3 separate regions of the Hordeum vulgare genome follow, and regions 2 and 3 are each linked to region 1. The links are chromatin contacts, called in public Hi-C maps. All regions are on one chromosome and are shown on one strand. The core of a region is the stretch at or near the end of the contact, and the rest is flanking DNA. Distances in the headings are between cores, read along the strand shown.

Evidence for each region. Hi-C and Micro-C count contacts between places; a contact is called where the count stands out from the background.
Region 2: a contact with region 1 is called in a Hi-C map of seedling, with 3 times the contacts expected there. The contact joins the promoter of LOC123442900 here to the promoter of LOC123442902 in region 1. A contact is called at or near these places in 2 of 6 Hi-C or Micro-C datasets (leaf and seedling).
Region 3: a Hi-C map of leaf shows a contact between it and region 1, with 7 times the contacts expected there. The contact joins the promoter of LOC123442903 here to the promoter of LOC123442902 in region 1. A contact is called at or near these places in 3 of 6 Hi-C or Micro-C datasets (leaf and seedling) and 1 of 1 datasets of contacts at active chromatin or transcription factors (embryo).

What each region holds. Positions count from the first base shown.
Region 1 is chr3H:45,878,900-45,882,622 of MorexV3_pseudomolecules_assembly, reverse strand. LOC123442902 (mitochondrial-processing peptidase subunit alpha-like) reads right to left here and starts at 2,452. Exons shown (of 13, transcript XM_045119082.1): 1 at 2,294-2,452; 2 at 869-1,114; 3 at 478-774; 4 at 223-390; 5 at 1-133. The coding sequence starts at 2,329.
Region 2 is chr3H:45,749,545-45,753,311 of MorexV3_pseudomolecules_assembly, reverse strand. LOC123442900 (NAC domain-containing protein 75) reads left to right here and starts at 1,435. Exons shown (of 7, transcript XM_045119081.1): 1 at 1,435-1,524; 2 at 1,618-1,782; 3 at 1,924-2,101; 4 at 2,613-3,202. The coding sequence starts at 1,669.
Region 3 is chr3H:46,133,535-46,137,155 of MorexV3_pseudomolecules_assembly, reverse strand. It overlaps LOC123442903 (ATP-dependent 6-phosphofructokinase 6-like), which reads right to left and starts at 1,787. Exons shown (of 11, transcript XM_045119083.1): 1 at 1,286-1,787; 2 at 831-877; 3 at 692-731; 4 at 405-605. The coding sequence starts at 1,501.

The sequences.
Region 1 (3,723 bases), core at 1,203-3,702:
CATAGACAGATTTTGGCTTTACTGTTCCAGTTGCGGTACGAATATCAGACAGGAGTGGTTCAGCAATGGATACAAGTTCATCGTGGTCCACACCAGATGCAGCTAGAACAATTCGCGGGGAAGTGTAGTTTAACTGACATACATGCAACAGATATATAGATAGCATGTTAACAAAAATACCCACATGACTACTACTAACAGAATTTAGGGGATGAATCTCACGGCAAGAAATTCTTCCAGAACATCTGTATTTAATCTGCTAATTGAAGACTCTGAGGCAATCAATGGGTTTGCCAAGGCACCAGAATAGCCACTGGAATGAAGAGCATCCAAAAGGAAAGCTTCCGGATTACTTGAAGCTTCTGCAAGCTCTGCCTTTAGTTTCATTATCTACAAAGTCAATAAGTTCGCATTCAGCAAAGAACATATTCCACTAATCTATAGTACAGAAGCGAAAGGGCATAATATTAAGCTTACCTCTTCCTTGACTTCCCAATCAAGTAAAGCTGGATTCCGCACACAATCAACTAGCACTTCCACCATTTCAGGCATGTAAGTCTTAAGGGCTCCATAACTGTAGCTCATGAGCTCACGGTTGGCTGACACTTTCGCATTGCCACCTATTGCACCAATTTCACGAACAACACGCAACTGGCTCCTGTTTCTAGTGGTTGTAAAGGCCAGCTTCTTTAATAACTGAGTGGCACCCAGTGTCTCAGGTGTTTCATATACAGACCCACAGTTAACATAAACTCCAACAGAACATGATGATCCCTAGATAACAAGTACAAAACATTGGTATCACTACCTGACCACCATGAGGAACATGCATGAAACAACTAGATTATAAAAAGTAAGGAACACATACTGGAGATGTTTCAGAGGCAATTTTTACACCATTAGGTAGTGTTGTGACTTTTGTCTTGCCAGGCTCCACATGATCAGCTAGCGGAGGAGGAATAGTGACTCCTGGGAGTGCAAAATCTGGAGGGGGTAGTGCATTTGAACGTGCACCTGTCAGCCAGCCCAAGAAGCCGCCTGATGACCTCTGTGCAACACTTGTGCTAGCAGACCTAACCGCAATATCCAACATTTGGGTATCCGCCCCATGCCGCTGCAAGTGGTAAACAATTGATATTATGATTATGCAGGTAAAGCTGATCTAACCAATATGAACAACTTCAATTAAAAGCCCAACAAAATCAAGCTGTCTCGATGATGAAATATTCTGCCTCCGCACAACGTATATCTACATCCAAGGCTATGGCTCTCCCTAAGGCTAAAACGATCATCGGTCAGTAAGCCCAACAATACTCACACTGACAAAAAAATCAAGCACATGCTACAGGCAAACACATCATGACCATTCAAAGTAAATATTGATGATTCCAGAGCATCATTTCTCTTTGTCTATGTCAACACAACATTCATTACAAGAAATATTGATAATGACATATTCTGCCTCCGCACAAGGTATATCTACATCCAAGGCTAGCTCTGCCTATGACTAAAACAACCATCGGTCTGTAAGCCCAACAATGCTTACACTGACATCAGAAATCAAGCACATGCTACAGGCAAACATATCATGACCGTTCAAAGTAAATATTGATGGTTCCAGAGCACCATTTCTCTTTTGTCTATGTCAACACAATATTTATAACAAGAAATGAAACAGATTGCATAGAGGGAATTTAACAAGCTATTCCAACTTTGAATAAAGCTGTTCCGAATCATACACTTGAGTACGCACATCATGAATCATAACAAGAAGTAGTGAAATAGAACACAACTAGAATGGTACTGGACCCAAAGCATGCATTTGCAAAGGACAAAGGACAAAACAAAGCAACATCATTAATGCCATGAATCATGTAATTTCACTAGGTCATATCGGAACCAAATCATCCCACCAATAATAAACCAACTAACGTGCAAACAACCGCAGAGATGACCCTTCCCATGATATTTACACTAGCATGCGCAACATAACAAACTCGCCACACACTCGTCTTCGCACCTGAAATCCATGCTTTCCCAATTCAATATACCAGTGCAAACATTCCGACAGCGATTCCTACTTGCGGCGCCCAGAATGGCTCCACTACACGCTCACGCATCAAATCCGCGTGACCCCGAACCACGGATGCTAGTCCGGTACCAATCGCGACGCGACCATGAGCTGTGTCCATTCGGATCGGACGCATCGCGGCGTGATGGGTGCTACGGAGCCACTAGATCTAGCGAATCGGAGGGGACGGGAGGTTAGGGTTTCGGGAGGGGGACGGCTGACCTTGAGGGCGCCGAGGCCGGAGGCGGCTCGGTACATGGTGGAGGGTGCCTGTGAAGATCTGTCGACGGGGTCGTCGCCGGCGGCGCGGCGGATGCGGCGGAGGGGGGAGATGGGGACGGAGACCGTGAGACAAGTGGAAGGCGACAATTCGTGAGAGACTGGTTGCGCATATAGAAGTGGGTGACATCGGGAATTCGTTAACGGGCCGGCCCTGGCCGGGCTATTTCGGTGGAGATTGGGCCCATTTGTTGCCCTTTAGTACTGTTGGGCCGGGCCGGCTTGAAGCTTTGGGCTGCGCTTTGCTAAAGAAAAGAAAATCACCTAAAAACAGCTATCTCTAAAAAAAAACCGCGCTCATCGAGACGGGCAAAGCGATCACCGCCGCCACGTGCTCTGGGTCTCCGGCGGTGTCAGCGGGGGCATGGTCAGCACACGTCGACGCGCGGGGTGATGGATGTGGTATGATCGGCGACGCGATTGGCCTCGAGCCCTCGATTGCGTGCCATTGGAAGAGTAGATTGCATCGCTCCGGCGAGGAGCTTGGAGCTTCCAGTGGCGGCCGCCGTCGTGGTTGGCGCCGAGCAGGTGATCTGTTTGATCAAATGCCAGTTAGGCACTGTACTTCGTATCCTCAGGATGCTGGTATGTGTTTTTTGACTTGTCACGTTTGTTACCTTGCTGCTTTTGTTGCATCTCCAAATTGCAATTGTGTCTGGCAAAGTTGTTTCGTGATGTGGAGATTGCATGGCGTGACTAGCGTATGAATCGTAGGTCCGTCGTCCACCTGCTTGATGAAGCAGCAGGTTTAGGCATTTAGCTACCAGATTCTCTGAATTTGTTGGGCTCTTTATCTCAAATGTGTTTGCCGTGCGTAGCGCAGGGTTGGTGTGTGAAGGTGCTTGGTCATTGCGGGGCTTCATTAGGGTCGATCGTATTTTCTTCAGCAGTTATTGCTCTTCGATTTTATCAGATCATATTTATCATATCGGCTGGCGCTAGGGATGCAAGCAATTGTGCCGAACCATTTTCTTATTTGATTGATGCCAAGGATTTGGTTATCTGCGAGAGTGCATTTGTTTTTATCTCTCAATTAAATTGTTTGGAATGCCCCTTTTTTCCCAAAGAAAATCCGGTAACCGGTAGGGAATAGCTGGAACAAGCTGCTAGTTAGCCGGAACTCCTAGTTAGCTTCGTTCATAATTATATATAGTAAAGGCCTGTTGCACCTCCGGATAGTATTGTTGCTAGAAGTGCAATGTCAATACAATTTGTGTACCGACGATGATTGTATGTAAAGACAACTTTGTCACAACTTGTTCTCTTGCATCTGGAATTAGCAAATTTCCCCTGTTAGAATGGTTGTGTGTGTATTACTTCCTGAAAATGACACCACTGTGTGCCATTTGTTGGTGAGCATTTGAGCCAAACAT
Region 2 (3,767 bases), core at 186-2,685, 130 kb after region 1:
TGGGCAGCACAACACGCCCCACCTCAACTTCGGCCTCCATTCCACCCGCTCGAGCCGTCGGGCCTCTGAGCTCTCCTCCCCCAGCCACCGCTGTCGCCAGTGCTCCAGGTAGGCCGCCTCCTACTCCGGCGTCGCAACCAGACGGGTGGCACGCGCTGACCCACTCGCGTACCACCCAATCCCAGACATACTGCTCGGGCTTGAGGGTCAGCGGCCCTGACTCGGCATTGACGGGTGACGATGGGGCCAACGGCGGCACGACGCAGTCGCCGACAGCGGAGAGCGCCATAACCTCCGCCATCTTCGCCTGGTAAGCCACCTCCTCCTCCTCCTCCTCCTTGAGGTGTGCTTCCTCCTCGCTTGCACGTAGGACAGCCATCAGCGCATTCTGGCATGCGGCCTCCGCCTCCTAGTCCTCTTCACGCACGATGAGAGGCGACGATGGTCCAACCACCACGTCGCAGATGCCACGCCTGCGCTGCTCCTCGTTCTCCCACGCAAACTAGGCATCCCATTCGAGGGAGTCTGCGGCGTACACGGCGTTGCGCCGCTGCTCTGTGGACAGCTGATGTCGGTGGCTCCTCAGCTCCTCCGCATGCGCCCACGCTGACCGCGGCACCTCTGGCACTGGGATCCTCTAAGGATCCAAATGCCAGACGTGTGACAACGTGACATCAGGATAGGGAAGGGCGATACGGCGCTCCTAGTGCCACCTCGCCTGGTGCACTCGTACGCTGATCCGCTACCGCAGCGGATGGGAAGACGCTGGAGAGGGGAGCGCGCAGACAGGGACGACGTAGGACTTGCCCTTGTCTTTGCCAGAGTTCGAGCCTTCGAGCCGGAGGAGGAACCCATGGTGGTGGCTAGGGTTTGTCATTAATAAAGAGGATGAGGTTGATCCTCCCGACAAGTTCGGATTAAAAAAACGCGTGGGGTCGCTCGCATGTGGGCCTGTGATGGACAATTGTCGGTAATGAAGATGCCGACCGAGCGCCACGTGTGGACGGACGCGAACAAGAGAGAGCGTGGGCCGCATCAGCTTCGCGTCTGTGCCAATTCATTTCAGCCTCAAATTTAAACGTGAAATGGATCCATGCAGAAGGGGAACATACGCGTTTTAAAAATGGGTCTTTCACTTTTATCTGTGACGACCCAAACGAACTCTGATGGAGGAAATGAATTGTCCGATTAAAGTTGTTCTAAATCTAGTGATAATTAATCTTACAACCAGCAGATTAATCAGTCAGCGTGTGTGTGCTGCGTACTACGTTGTGCTTGGGTGAAAGAGGAAAAGAGAGAGAAGCTAAGGAGCGGGGCCCTTTAACTTTTCCTCAAGGGGCTGGGTGTGGCTAGAGTTAAAGCGGCCAAGGAAATTCTGCCCTCTCTCCTACAGTATTAAACTGGTGAAAGCGGCAGGCTGCCTGCCTCGATTTTTTTATATCTACGCCCCCTCCCCCTCACTCGTCTGCTCTCTCCTTCCTTCCTCGCTCCCCTACTCCCTCCAACTCTACCCGCCTCCCTTCGGTTCGCTCACCGGCCTCAGCTTCTCGCCGTATTTTCGATCTCAGCGGTATGGCCTCTCGCGTTCTGAATTCTGCTCGCCTTGGTCCCTTGCAGCGGGCGCATGCATGGACACCGTCTCCGGCGGCCGCGCGTGAACCAGGAGACATGAACAGGGGTCACATCAGCAGCTCGGAGCTCATCGACGCCAAGCTCGAGGAACACCGGATCTCCACCGCCAGGCACTGCCCCAACTGCCGCCACAAGCTCGACTGCAAACCGGTATGCATATGCCAATTTCTTCTTAATTTTTTCTTTCTTGCACCTCGGTGGTGCTAGCCACTGGGTGCACATTAGGGTTCTTTGAATGGTGCAATTCCGCATATAGTTTTGATGGAATTAACCGGTGTCAACTGCAAGAAGGATTGGTTGGGGCTACCGGCTGGCGTCAAGTTCGATCCGACGGACCAGGAGCTGATCGAGCACCTCGAGGCCAAGGTGAGGGAAGAAGGCTCGAGATCTCACCCTCTCATCGATGAGTTTATACCCACCATAGACGGCGAGGACGGCATATGCTACACCCATCCTGAGAAACTTCCAGGTGAGACACTGTTCGAGATGGCTAGCTAGCTAACTATGGTACCCATGAACAGACTACACATGTATGTATGTATATTCGTTGCTTTTTGCAAACTTTAGTTTTGCTTTCCATGGGGAGATCGGTATATCATATGTTGGGGTTATGTATTTCGTCATGAATTGTGAGGGTTGTGGTTCGATTTGGGATATGGCATATATTCCCTCGTTGTTCTTGATGTGCTCTAGCGCCCCCTCTACTCCTGGTGTTCTCTACATGTGCTCTTGGGTATATGCAAAGAGAATTATTATTGTTTATGGAAAGTTGTGCCTCGTCTCTCATCTCTCTCTCCTCTCTATGTCATGATGGTAAGATGCTTCTGAAGTTTCCAAATAGGTTTCTTTCCTACCTTTTACATGCCTTCTCTTTTCCAGAGGTTTGTTGCATCTGCCAAGAGAACACTGGCCACCCACCCACACACTTGTACGTGCTCACACTGACTGTTAATTCTTACATCTGGTCATCTCTCAAGCAGGCGTGACAATGGATGGCCTAAGCAAGCATTTCTTCCACCGCCCTTCCAAGGCGTACACGACGGGCACAAGGAAGCGGCGCAAGATACAGACGGAGTGCGATGTGCATAAGGGGGAGACGAGGTGGCACAAGACCGGCAAAACCCGACCGGTGATGGCCAACGGCCGGCAGAAGGGCTGCAAGAAGATCCTGGTGCTCTACACCAACTTCGGCAAGCACCGCAAACCCGAGAAGACCAACTGGGTGATGCACCAGTACCACCTCGGAGACCTCGAGGAAGAGAAGGAAGGGGAGCTCGTCGTCTGCAAGATCTTCTACCAGACGCAGCCCAGGCAGTGCAGCTGGTCCGCCTCCTCAGACCGTGGTGGTGCCGGTGGCGCCGTAGCCATTGCAGCCGCCGCGGCAGTGACGGTGCAGGAGCAGCGCAGGAGGGACAGCGGCAGTGGCAGCTCCTCATCGAGGGACCACGAGGCGTTGTCGGCGACGTCATACCCGGCCGGGTATGCCATGGCGGCCGCCGTCGAGATGCAGCACTTGAAACACTCCGGCGACCATTTCAGCTTCGCGCCTTTCAGGAAGAGCTTCGAGGAGGTAACTAAACATTCTCTCGTCTCTGCATCTCGACATGTCCTCGGTTTGTTTAGATCTATACTATCTCGACATAGGTAACGCTGCCGGTAGGTCCAGGAGCACATCATGCAGATCACGCGAAAGTACAGTTTGCTCGGCCCGACCATTCCCATTCCCATGCACGGACGCATGCATGCTGCTACCGTTCGAGTTACGGATATACAAGATCGATGGTTTCTGTTCGGTTAGTTGCCTGTCGATGGCGTGCGTTTGCATGGATGGGCTGTTGTTCGATCGGGTAGCTGACCTAATCCTAACGTGTAGGATCGATGGACTCGCCAATGTAGAGCAAAAGCTGAGCTTGGCTACATGCATATGAATATGCACATCACACAGCATGGGAGAGGGTCGCCGGTCCTTTTAATTAGTTCGAGCCTCACATCATTTTACTCACACTGCAAGCAACGCTAGCTAGAAACCATCCACACCCACCGTGAAAGCAAGAACCGCCAGCAAGTTTCTTTTCAATAGTTGATAGATGCGTCCCATTCTCTCCTACCTAAGAGAAAAAAGAGGTTTCCAGAAA
Region 3 (3,621 bases), core at 538-3,037, 260 kb before region 1:
ACATCCAGAGTTGTGTTAAAAACAAAAACAGACTTGACAAATGACAACACCATGTCGTGAAGTGCAAGCAAAAAATGCTTATTAATGTCACCATCAGTATTGTATTCTCAGGCAGTTTGTTCCAAAGTACACATTTGTAAGCAGTTTCAGGCTTATCAACATTGCAGCATCATTGTTACTAGGTGACAGCTAAAAATGTTATTGGTGTCACCATCAATATTGTATTCTCAGGCAGTATGTTCTAAATCACACATTTCTAAGAAGTCAAAATCAGCCACTGTAATTAACCAGCCGAGCATCGTTAGCATCATAACAAAGCACTATGCTAATCCTAAAATACTAGCCGGAGCATTGTAATTTACACATGCAAAACAAACAAGAGCAGCAACTCCAGAAGTCCTCACCTCTATGCCAACGACGCTGGTGACACCGTACATGTCGTACAGCCCGCAGACGAGCTCGCGGATGACCGTGTTGAGCCCGGGGCAGAGGCCGCCGCAGGTGACGATGGCGGCGTTCACCTCATCGGGCTGGAAGTAGACCCTCTGCCGCGGCCCGGCGCGCCGGAAGTGTGTGCCTCTCGCACTGGTCTTGCGAACAACAATCTGCAATCCATCCACAAAGTCAGCCTCAGCAGATTACCTCGTATTCTGCTCGCCCAAAAGCATATAATTCACGGAAAATTTCTCACCTTTTGCGTGACGGTGTCGTCCGTGTTGACGAAGTACTGCCTGGGATGGACAACACGTGGTTGGAGCAGGAAGAAAGGTCAGGCGGTCAGCTTCGGGAAACTGAGCTGCGCAGGGCAAAGAGAGGAGGGGAATTCTTACTTGACGACCGAGTAGGCAGGGTTGTCCTGGAGTGGATTCGGGTACGTCTGCAGATCATCAACGGTAACAGTAGGTGAGCAATCGATTCAATTCAAGGATTCTGTAACTGTAATCTGCAGACAAATCGCACACAGAAACTGAAATTTCAGTTTCTTCCGGGGATCGATCGATCGGTCGACTGATTTCCCCGTGCTCCAAAATTACTGGAGCAGCTGAGCTGCATGTCGATCAGTTTCTGCTCGAATCCAAACTAGAATCGGCAAAAAAAAAATGCGTGACAAAAAGATGCGAGAATCCACGGAAGGGCGCCAAAAAGGGGCCCCGGGAAAGCAGAAGAACTTGGGCAGCTCCGAGCTGATGATCCCCGCGAGGCCGCGACGGGAAATCAACCGGACTGAGGCGGCCGATCGAGAAGCGGGGGACGGCAGGAGGAGCACGGGGGCTCAGGCACGCACCGGGAGCTCGGGCATGTAGTCGGTGAGGTGGGGCACGTCCTCGAGCACGTAGCCGGCGTCGCCGCCCACGAGCTTCTTCTTCATCGCCCACTTGCACGGCGCCTTGGCGGCGGCGGCGGCGGAGGCGAGGGGCTCCTTCCTCGGCTCGAGAAGCTTCATCTTCTGCTCCGCCACCGCCACCGCCGCGGGGGCGGGGGCGACGCCGACGGCCTCCATGGCAGGGAGGGACCCCGTCGGTGAGCACGAGGTGGAAAGTGGGGGGAAAAAGAGGTGGTTTTGAGATCACGAGGGAGCTTAAGCTTAGCCGGTGATTCTGGGAGTGATCCTCTCGCTCTTGCTCTTGGTGTGTGGGGAGGAGAGCCGCGGGGGCGGGGGATTATATATTCGGATTAGCGCCGTCCGCGCCGCCGTTAGCAGGCTGGGTTTGACGGCGGCGACGGGGTTTGACGGCCGCACGAGGGGAGAAGAGGGGATGGGAGGTGGGAAACTTCGCGGGGTTCCCGCGAGGGGCATCCGGGTTTCGGCCTATTTACGGGCGTGCCATTTCGTGCTGGCCTTGCGCGAGAAGAAATGTCGCCGGGGGTCGTCTTGTCAGTGTCCGATTGGATGTCCTCTATCACGGGGCACTGATGCGGCGTGTAGGGTGCATTTCTCTTTTTAGGTCGTCCTGGTATTTATTTGAGTGAAAAAACATCGCCCACTTTGCTTGAATTGAGTTTAGTTTTCAGAGAAAAGTTCATATTCCATCCCTCAACTAACAAATCAATTTAATTTATGATTTTGACCATTGAAATCAGTTGAAATACAACCTCAAATTACCATAAGATTCAAAACTCAACCCTGATCTCGGTTTTCCATTGATCAAGCGTTTTTTTGGCAGCAGTGAATGTCGACTAGGCATATGCCAACTTAGCATAAGGTTTGGAGGACTATAAAAAGTTGGATCGCCCTTTTGTGTCTCACTCGCTACCCCTACTCTTCCTCAGAGACATGTCCTCACTGCTACCATGCCTGCCGCAATTGACTTCGACCATCGCCGGTAAGCGGCGACCAACGTCGTTGCATTGCCGCTGCTTGTCCCCTGAGCCCCACCCCGATCCACCCCACCAAAGCAACCCTCCTTCCCGACGACATCGACATATTTCGTCGCCACATACCCACGAATGGTGGTGACGCGCCTTACCACTTTAGCGCTTAGCAAGTTCTTCTACCCTGCTCTTCCCATCCTTATTCACTCGCATCAGCTGTCCCCAATCCTCCTCGAAAACCATAATATTTAAGGTATATTTTGTGTCGCCGGTGATTGGTGGTGGTGGAGAGCTCATAAGTAAGGTGGAAGTCCGTTGGTGAAGAAGAGCAAGTGATTTCCATCAATTGCGTACCATTTAAACCAATTTTATGGTACGTTATTAAAAATTTGATTGTTTAGATTTTACTTTCAGTTAGAGTAGTAACAATTTTTTTTGTCTCCACTTTAGATTGAATGTATCCCCACTAGATCTCTTGATTGTGTGGTTTCATTTCAACCGTGTCCTGTGTGTGAGTATTTGGAATACTTTGGGGGCGGAGAGAAATTTTCTCATGTAGAGCTTCGCGGTTTGAGCTTAGTATGTCTGATTGCAAATCTGAAAGTGCATGATTGTGTTGCTGAGAGAGAAGCAATCATGATGGTGTATTGCTTATGCCCTGGAAAAAATTGTGTGATGAATTGATGGCATTGGTTTCAGGAAATTCTATGAAGTCTATGCTCTTGTATGTAAGAGATGGAGGTGTAGTGGACATTTTTGTTGAGGATATTATTGATAATGAAACCACACAACAAAGTTATTGAGATGATTAAGTACCTAGAGGCGATGAAGATTATTAAAATCAAATGTATTGGTATGATGAAGTACGTGCAAGTGGTAAAGATAATTCAAAGCAAAGTGATGGAATTGAGGACAATGGTACTGATGAGGATGATACAGGGAGATTAGGTAGGAGTACAAGGATGTCGAGAGAAAGAGTAAGGGCAGGCGCAACACTACAACATATGTGGAGAAGGCAATGAGTCTCAACCAAAAAAAGATGGTAGCTGATGTTGGGAAACGTCGCATGGGAAACAAAAAAAAATCTGCGCTCACCAAGATCAATCTATGGAGATCAACATCTACAAGAGGGAGAGTGCGTCTACATACCCTTGTAGATCGCTAAACGGAAGCATTGAGAAACGCGGTTGTTGTAGTCAAACGTCTTCGCGATCCAATCACGATTTGTCCCGTGATCCGATCACGAACGTCTCGATCAAGTGTCGAACGGACGACACCTCCGCATTTAGCACACGTACAACCCGATGA